2 separate regions of the Sus scrofa genome follow, and region 1 is linked to region 2. A link is a contact called in public HiChIP or PLAC-seq data. All regions are on one chromosome and are shown on one strand. Each heading gives the region's core, a stretch centred on a gene start, on an enhancer-like site or on the middle of the called end of the contact. The rest is flanking DNA. Distances are from core to core; before and after follow the strand shown. Region 1 overlaps LOC102159559 (a long non-coding RNA gene). Region 2 overlaps LOC102159559 (a long non-coding RNA gene).

Region 1 (4,722 bases), core at 420-2,919, 340 kb after region 2:
AATTCTCATCAAAGAAAATGTGAATAACCAGTTTACAACCTGTGAGAAAAAGGGAAAAGGATGCCTCCTTCTCATTGCCACAAGTTCAGATTCACAGTTAGCACGTGTAGTTGTGGGTGGCTATGCTTGTTTCTTAAAAGGAGATAATTGCACACACCACCAAATAACAAAACAAAAGGGGAAAACGTATGTGGGAGGTGGGAGTGAGATGTTAGAATAATTTAATTACTGTCAGGTGGTTTTCAAGCTGCACTAGGGAAAAAAGCCTAAACAAGATCTATTACCCAGAAAACAATTTGAGCTACCATCTCTGCTCATTTTTATCAAATGATCCCAAAAGTTTTCAAGAATTTGACAAACTTTACATTGATATATGAACCAGTGCTCTGAACACAAAGAGAGGTTCAATTAAGGCCTTAAAGGCCAATAACTTCCACTCCATTCGATGACTACTAATTGTGTATTACACATTGGTGAACACTGGGGCCATTACTAATAAAAACAACTCTCTGGCCTCCTCGGAACAGTATGGGCTGCTGAGGGTTCAGATAGAGACTTCGGAAATTCATCACCTATTTGTGTGAGGCCCCAAGCTTTTGGAAAACCAAGAGGGAAAGAAAAGACATGCCATGCCGTCTTGCAGCCTAGCTAGGACCTGTGGCCTCTGCCTTACTTTAGTGGCTTTGAGTTTTGAGGATGGCACTGAAAGGTACCACAGGTAGAGCATGAGGCAGGCTTGGTCTTTTTCCTGCATGGAAGAGCTACAACAGGGAACATGGTACCTGGGGTACCTCATGAGGTCCACCATGGTGTGAGAGCTCGAGGCCAGGAGAGAAGGAACCCTGGGAAGAGAGGTCCCCGTGTACTGAAGGCACATATTCCTATAAGACCCTGTAACTACAGCATTCTGTGCTCTGGAAGTGGCTTGGAGCACATATTAATGTGGACATGACAGGCCCATGACAGTGACGAAAGTTGCAACAATGCTCTGGAAAACTCAGAAATTGACAGGTGTAGATTAGAAAGGACCTGACAGAGAGAGAGATAACTGGATCATTCAGGACAGGCTTCATGTAAGGAAGCACGGTAGGCTGATTCAAATCATCTTTGGAATGACAGCCACACAAGCCAGATGAGAGAGTCCTAAATCTGGAAGCACTGGCTTGATGGACTGACTACCCATCTCTCCCCTCACTACCCCCCAACCCCCACCATTGCCATCTCCAAATCCCACACTGCAGCTTTGCTTTGAACTTGAAACCCTTTGAGGATAAAATAAACAAATAAATGCTCTGTGAAACGTCGTAAGTACAGCTATCACTGTTAGCTGTCAATGTGATCATAAATGTTGACATTAAACATCAAAGCATTCGAAGGATATAACAAGACTGGTTAGAAAACTGAGGTCTGTCGACATTCCTGAATGAACAGAAAATTACTACTGTCATCTTGACACACTACAGGGTTAATTACACACTAATAGAAGTCAACAACTGTTGTGCCATTACCGTTACTGAAATCCAAATGGCATTGTTTTGTTTGTGGATCATTGGATTAAAGATATTAGGGCCGGTGAATTAATCTTTGCATTCCTTCCCGTAGACACAGCACAGCCAAGTGCTTGTTTACTTGGCCTGCTCTCTGTTACTCAGAGAGAAGCCCTTGGGCTGAACCGAGCCCCTTGGTTACAAGTACGTCATCAGCCACACTTCAACCAGGAAACACAGGGCTCTCAGGAAGTGCACTTGATAATGAAGCAGAGTGAGCCAAAATTAGCCAATAATCAGCATTACCCTTCATCCTGAAATGATGCAATCATATTTAACAAGGTAGTCAAGCGTCGGAGATCAGCCTGGTGGACATATAAGATCTCTTTCCTACGTCTGTCATCCGTTCCTGTAATTTTAAACAACCAGGTTTTAATAACTTCCCAGTGTTTCAACTTCTCTTTTTCAAAATCTCAGAAATAGGCATTAGTAGTAGGATTTATTGTTCATATGGGTGGCAAATTTACTAGACAATAAGCTCTTTAACACTAGGGACAAGCTTTTTTTTTTTTCCTCCTGCATTTTAGGGCTGCAACCTTGGCTTATGGAAGTTCCCAGGCTAGGAGTCCCATTAAAACTGTAGTTGCTGGCCTACACCATAGCCACAGCAACACAGGATCCAAGCCGCATCTTTGACCTACACCACGGCTCACGCAGCACAGGATCCTTAACTCACTGAAGAAGGCCAGGGATTGAACCCGAATCCTCATAGATACTGTTGAGTTCATAACCCACTGAGCCACAAGAGGAATTCCCAAATGCCAAGGAGAAAGTTTTACCCTTTCTTGTATCTTCTGAACAGGATGTTTGGTACAGAAAATATTTAATGTCTGCTAAATTATTCACAATTTGAAAACTAAATGATAAATTAGTCCTAATAGTCATTAAGTGATTGAACAGGCTTTCTTATTGCCCACTGGCACTATTAAGCACAAGGATGGGAATGACCTAGCCCCAGATCATAGCTGACAAAATCACATGGAAAAGCCTGTGCGGCTGCCTAGCCCATGGAGCCATGAGCCTGCCTAAACAGATTTAACTCTGTAACAGGCACTCCTCCACTAACGCAGAGAAAAACAGCTTTGTTAAGACTCTGCGATTCTAAGGCTCACTTATTTCAGGTTACTTGCTTTTTGCAGGCACTGCATAAATACAAAAAAAAAAAAAAATACAGTGCTGAAAGTAAAGACTTTTTTTTTTAAATTTTCATTCCTAGAAAATTCATAGGAATTATTGTCTTGTGGTGAGTCCAGCTGGAATTCTCTTTATCCTGGAGAGCACACAGCACACAAAGGTACTGAAGCACCATTCCCAAAGAATGACAGAATCCTGTTTCTTTTCCCTAGTGATTTATAGGCTAACACCTGAGTGGCTCTTTAAAGCAAAAGCACCCGAGCTTGGCATCACGAAACTATTAATCAGTATGTAGCCCTGCACAGACTCTGGAGTGAAAACAACTAGGTTTGAGGTCTGGCACTTATTAGCTGTGTAACCTTGGACAAATAACCTATCTGAGCCTTGGTTATTATAACTATTCCTATCTCTCAACCTTCTTTTGAGACCCAGATGAAGCCAAGTATATTATGAGAGCTTCTGTATACCATAAAACAAATTACACGTCATTCATTATTGTTTTAGAGATGCTTCTTTCTGTATATATAGAAGGTAAAGATCTAAACTGCAGGAAAATGCCCAATTTTAAAAAAAGCAATAATTCAAAGAGCTATAGATACAAATTGGAGTGAATCCCAGTGTGATAGAGTGACTGAAAACCAAATCCTGGATTTAACCAGGTGTCCAGAGACACCAGTGCACACCTGGAAGTTAATAATGTTTTTCCGTACAAGTCTGTTTAGAAGAGAAAAGAATTTGGCTCTCAGTTCTGGTGCCTCCACTATCAGAGTGATTTTGATACCCAGAAATTGTAAGAAGTGACACTGGCTCAATGTCTTCCACATATTTTCAATTTCTTAATTTAAACTTTAACACTATTATGTATCACATAGGCATCTAGAGCTTTTTATGCAGGTCTAAAAACCTAATTTTAGAACTGTCCAGACATTTGTGAGAAGTATTACTCTTGGTAGAAACAAATAAAAGGGCCATAACATCCAAAGCATGAGTGAGACACTGCCCCCAAAACAGGCTTTCAATGATTTTATGCTTTCCTATAAACCTGTGTGCCTTCTCTGTAAAATAAGCAATTTTCCTGACATTTTTTAATGACCCAGTTCCTCTAGACATTAAGGGACAAATTTTTTATGGATTTTAGTCCTTTTCTATTTGGAACAATTGTGTATTTTATGGAGGAGTATATACCCAGTTACCATATCTTTCCCGAGTTTCTAGTTAACCTTTCCTCTGCACAGTTGGATTGCTGGTGTAAATTTCTCAGAGAACCTTTAATTTTCTTCTCTTTTCTTCTGTCCCCCCTCTCCTTCCCCTTTGCGTCCTCCCGGCAACTGTCAAGGCTCGCCTGACACTGAAGCAGGAGGAACAGATGGCTCCCCAGCTCTCCTCTCGGGGTGTTAGCAAGCTGCATGTGGAGAACCCACACGGAGGGAAGAATTTAGGTCCCAAACACATTTATGCTCCTCTGAAGACAAGGTAACTTTTCCTCCTCTCTGCACCGAAATCAAACTGAGACTGATCCACGGAGAGTCTGGTGACGTTCGCAGCTGGATGCTGTACTCTGCTCCTCCCTGTGAGCAGTCAGTCTCCATGGAGACAGACGCTCAACAGAAGAATCACGACGGGGCCAGGTGGGGACCAGGAGTAGCAGGGGAGACGCCAAGAGTCAACAGATGGGGAAAAACAAGAAACACCAAATGGGAGACTCAATGGTTTGGGTGGGAGAATTTACCTTCTAGCTGATTCTTAAAATGTTTCATCACAAAAAAATAAAATAAATAGAAGACTATTTAGGTGAGTAAAACTAAATCTTTAGTAGTTAATTACATACAATTTCCTTAGGATCAGAGCATTTTATAATCATTTCAGTGCTTATCACTGTAGATCTACTCAACTTGCATTAAGCAGAATTAGTGAGAAAGTAGTTGATCATGAAAACGGTTCCCTTTCACTTGGCAAATAATCGCATCCCCATTTAAAGCCCTCATCAAGTTGCACACACGGTATGATCTATTAAGCTCTTGGCTTTCTCTAGCATCTCATT
Region 2 (4,810 bases), core at 2,168-4,667:
TTGCGAGGTGGAATCCAGAGAGCAATAGTTACTGCTTTGCATGCGTATTGGACCAAGTGAATCGCTGATGCACATAAAGCACTTTACCAGTGCACCTTGTACACGGTAAGGGCTCAAAAAGCTTGGATTGCTGCTTTCATCATCAGCATTAGCATTCATGTAACTATCTTCATCAACTAAAAAGCTTACTACACGGCAGCACCATTCTCCATGACCTCACTAGCCATCATTTACGGACCCCAACAGTGCAGGTCGCATTTTTAGAAAATGACAGCTGGCCTCTCTTCCTTCTGCACGTGCAATCAGCTATTTTGTGAATGGAGAGGAAGTGGAGCAGAGGTAAATGTCATTTACAAAGCCCCTGTGAGTCTGGTTTTATGAAGATTAAGAGTTTTTCACAGATGGATTACATTCTTTCCATCATTAGTTAAGCTCATCTTAGTGGAAACTCTACTTAGGAAAATATCCGAGAAAAGCAGATCAATTTGACTATGCAGAGAGCTTTACTTCATATGAAATCGGAGTATCTGCTTGAAAGGAATTAGCTCGGTGGAAGAAAAGAACTAGGAATTTCTCACCTCCCTCCCCAGCTGCCCCCACCCTGCCCCTCCCCCCTCTGGTCGATAAACAGTCACCCGCTTGACACATCCATCTGCCAGGAATGGAGTAGCAACACAGAAAATAATTGCCACACATGACACATAATTTTCACTTGCCCTCAGGACATAAAATGCACCAGGACACCTTCTGTGAGTTGGCTGAGGGGAAGCAATTATTTAGATCCACACTCTTTATCAACATCCCTGAAGCAGAAAGCAAAATGAATAACCGGTAAATGGATATCCCTTCCAGACACTGTGCCTCTAAAAATAACAGCTGCAAAGGACAAACATCTGTCTTGAGGTGGTCCTGGACAAATGGGCAGTGGTGGATGGCACTGGCCCTTCTTACCAGGAGCCGGGAAGGAAGGACAGGCTGGGGGAAATGTCACTGCCCCTTTCTCAATGCCAGTGGCTCTTCAGAATGCCTGGGTGCCCTGTGGACATCACAGCTGTTCCTCTGGATGACGGTCAGTTCGCAGGAGTTGCCAGATGAACTTTTTTGGCTGATTCTGATTCATCCAAAGTCTCAGGTCTTCCTCTGGTTCACACTGGCTCATGTTTGTCTGCCCTACAAGAAGCGAAATTTGTCACTTTTAATTGACAAGGAAACTGAATTCTGTCAAAGCCAAATGTAAGCAGGTCTGGGAGTCACTGAAAATGCTGCTACGGACAGGTCTCCAAAAGGGCGTTGGGCTCCTCAGGAAGCACAGATGAGGCAGGCGTATTTGGGAATGTTTGTTGCTTTTTGTGACTGTGCCTCATTTCCCACATCACCTGTACATCATGTAAAGTGACAAGTGCTCTGGTAATTAGGTATTTTCTTTCAGCAGCAGAGGAAGTGTTTTGTAGAAGGCGCATGATTGTCAGCCCATGCGGTAGTGCTTTTCTGGAAGCTTAAATGAGGATCCCCCCAGAGTCCAAATTTGTCTCTTAAAGGTCATGGGTTTTTCTTCTTCCCAGGATAGTGCAGATCCCAAGTACAAGGTTCTAGAAGTGGAATCTTAAAAGCTCCAAAGCACGAGGACTGAGCTTTTAAAACCGAGGCATCGAAGTAGCCACCAGAAAAAGAAAACCGGTGGCAACCCATCCACAAATCTTTGCACATCTCAGCAACAGGACCATCAGGGGGCAAGGATAATCTCCGTATTTAATATACATGATCTAAATGTGTACATGAGAACAGACCCCAAGAGGTAGGGTTGGGTTTAGGAGACAGGGTGGAGCATCAGCAAAGAAAGTACATTGCTCCTCTATTTTTTAATTAGAGAAATAATTATTCACATCCGAGTGTTAACCTGGGTCAAGCCTTTTTTTCAGGGAACTAACTCTGCCAATCCTCTTAATTATAATCACATCAATCCTGTGTGATGAAATCTCCAGAATGCCTGCTTAGACACTATTCTGTTGAGGGGAATGCATTACATATGCTTCAGTGTCCTTAAGGTTGTAAATAGCGTCATGCTCATATCATCAGTTTTACGAAAGGTGAGAAACAGACCAAAGAGGCTGCCTGCGCCTCCAACCTCCTGCCACGGTCCCTCCCAAGGATTTGCGAGCACACTCTCCTTTTGCATTCTAGAACTTGACCCCAGGATCCTGGCCAGTTGGGATCTGTAACAGCAAATGGCACCAGGAATCAAACAAAAGCAGAGTCGCCCTGGCCAGGGATGGTCACTCCTCAGGCGGCAATTCAGAACCTGGGTGAACGGAAGGAAATCGCATGATTTCAGAATCTTCCATTTATTGAATACCACAATTTTTTCAAAGATCTTTTAGTTTACAGGTCTAGTGCCAAGGTTAACAGAGGACAAATGTGTGCGCCTTATACTCTCGTGGGCTCTGCTCACTGTTAACTATGGCTTGATGACAGTCCTATATTAACCCCCTTGAGGGGACAAGGAGGTGGCCCTTAGACCCCTGTCCCTGTCCACCTACACGATGCAGGGTGACAAGGAACTACTGTGTTGTTTGATAACCAAAATCAGATGTTCCTCTGCCTCGTCTTTGCTCTATTCTTATTATTAACCCCAAAGATCCTATCACATGCACTTGGTACAAGAGGGATTTGCAAACTAAATCCGACAGGCTGAGTTCCAGAACGAGGTAGACCCTGACAGATTCCTCTAGTCCGTCTGTCTGCTCTGAAGAAGGGCTGCAGGACGTCTGTCACCTGTGCTGTTATCTTAAAGCAGGGAAAGTGGTTCCGAGATAGGGCTGTGGGTTTTAACCTGTGCATTCACCGTTTTCAGAGGGAGGAACTCACAAAGTCCTGCTCTGAGCTAAGCATGACCAGTATGCACGCTGGTCTCTCCTGGATGGTCCCTGCGTGGATCTGCAGCCTGCTTAGTAACTGATTTCAGAGGAGAACATATATCCTGAACCAGGTCCTGGCCACTTGTGGGGGGTGGGGGCAGGGTTGTTAGAGAAACTAAAAGGCCTCGTGTACTCAACTGAGTGGCTTCTCCAGTCTCCTTAGAGTCAAGGGAACGTATTGGCTTCAATCATCTGCCATCGGCACATGGGGCGTCTTAATGAAACTGGCCGAGATACTGGCTTTAAATGACTGAACTAAAGTGTCACTTTCACAAGGCACAGTTTCAAATCCACATGGCTTTCGTGGCTGTTCATGTCTCTGCTGCAAGTTGGAGTTAAAACAGGATCACATTTGCAGACCAATAGGGGGCAGATGGGAGCCAGCTGCTGAGGGGGAGACTCAACCTGTTTGCCAGTTGGAGCGGCCACAGGAGGCAAACAGCCCTGACGGAGATTCTATTCTAGGCGAGCTGACAGACCACGCCAGCGAGGTGCCACCATGCTTCACTGCGTTTGCCCAGATCATCAGGGTAAAGCTGAACCGCTATCGGGAGAGGGAGCAGACTCTCCAGGAAGCCTGAAGGGACGAGAAGCACACAGCATCCTTCCTACTGCTATGGCTAAGGAGGAGGGAGCAGAGACAGGGTGACGTGGAGAGGTTATTCCAGAAGCGAGATGGGAAACGGTGTCATGGGCATTGCCGGGAAGCGTTACTGAGACTACTGCATACCATCCTCGAGCCTTAGAGGGATGAGGTGGGGGAGGCTTCTACACCCAATCACCCTGCCTGGCTCTGTAAGGAGGACACGGAACTTCGCAGAACACCCCGATAAGCTACAAGCCCCTTTGTCCTAAATCTCTAGTTTCCTACTCTCGAATGCACGGCCATGCAAAGACCTAGAAGTCACTACCAAACCATAGCACGAAGGTCCAAGAACTTTGAAGAGTCCTGGCCTTAAGATTCCTTGAAGAAGGGACAGCAGTAAACGTGGAAGCATCAACCTGCGATGCTTTACACCTTGCGCTCTTGCACAGGTCAGACCAACCTGTGAGAGTCCACAGCTCATGAGGTAGATCTGAGAGCCTGAATTTTTCTTAAAAGATCAGACCCGGGGGCGGGGGGGGGCAGATGACAAACCAAATAGCAATTCTGGAAAATGTATGTAAAGAACCCCAAAAAAATCAGGGTGGAATGACCTAACCCTGTGTTCACATGTGCTCACGGGGACCTTTAGATGCCCCCCTGCCTCCTTGGGCACTCCTGTCACGGAGCAGCCCATGGCCAGGACACAGGGATGCGAGGAAGTGGCCCGGGGGCACGTGTGTCGCAGAGCAGCACGGATGCCGGGCGCTGAGGCACCCCGTGGATGGTCTGAGCCAAGCAGGACAGGCTGTGCCCTGGAAGGCCGAGGGAACCTCTTCTTTGAATTGGGTCAGGAAACAGAACACAGGTGAGCTGTCCTCTACCCTCTACAAAGTCAAGTGTGGTTTTATTGTACTCGCTGATTACTAGTGTGATGCATCTGTCTCAGCCACTGGACATCTGTGTCCACAAAAATGGAGGGCATCCGGCCAAGGGAGAAAATGTTCTGATGAAGTGAGGAATTTGTGTGCAACATTTTCCATGCTCGGCTGAATTGCGGGTAAAAAGCAAGATGCTGTCTAATGAAAAATGTCCCAGAAAGAAGCACAGGATACACTTTCTTGGGATTGCTAGTGACTAAGTAGTTTACCCTGCCTGTTATCAGGGCTGCGAAGACAAAGCGATGTCATCGCATAAGTTGCATGAGCCCCTAGCCTTTGAGCTGCATTTTTATTTTAACTTATCCGGAGCCTCTTTTTTCCACTTTCTCATTTTGCTCTTACAACTTCCTGTGAGGGGGAAGGCTGGCACT

The links. HiChIP or PLAC-seq counts read pairs in DNA pulled down with a chosen protein or histone mark.
Region 1: an H3K27ac HiChIP or PLAC-seq map of skeletal muscle shows a contact between it and region 2, with 2.8 times the contacts expected there. The contact joins two enhancer-like sites. A contact is called at or near these places in 1 of 47 Hi-C or Micro-C datasets (heart right ventricle) and 1 of 2 datasets of contacts at active chromatin or transcription factors (skeletal muscle).

Annotation. Positions count from the first base shown.
Region 1 is chr11:10,911,327-10,916,048 of Sscrofa11.1, forward strand. The region is part of intron 7 of LOC102159559 (a long non-coding RNA gene); the gene reads right to left. Among named protein-coding and RNA genes, the nearest start is that of NBEA, 170 kb to the right of the region's middle. Within about 2 kb of position 1,670, at least 24 of the 83 cell types and tissues checked have an H3K27ac peak or open chromatin away from gene starts, as enhancers often do. A contact at or near this core is called in skeletal muscle, where this site is marked.
Region 2 is chr11:10,574,219-10,579,028 of Sscrofa11.1, forward strand. It overlaps LOC102159559 (a long non-coding RNA gene), which reads right to left. Exons shown (of 18, transcript XR_002336491.1): 13 at 952-1,170. Among named protein-coding and RNA genes, the nearest start is that of RFC3, 430 kb to the left of the region's middle. Within about 2 kb of position 3,418, at least 6 of the 83 cell types and tissues checked have an H3K27ac peak or open chromatin away from gene starts, as enhancers often do. A contact at or near this core is called in skeletal muscle, where this site is marked.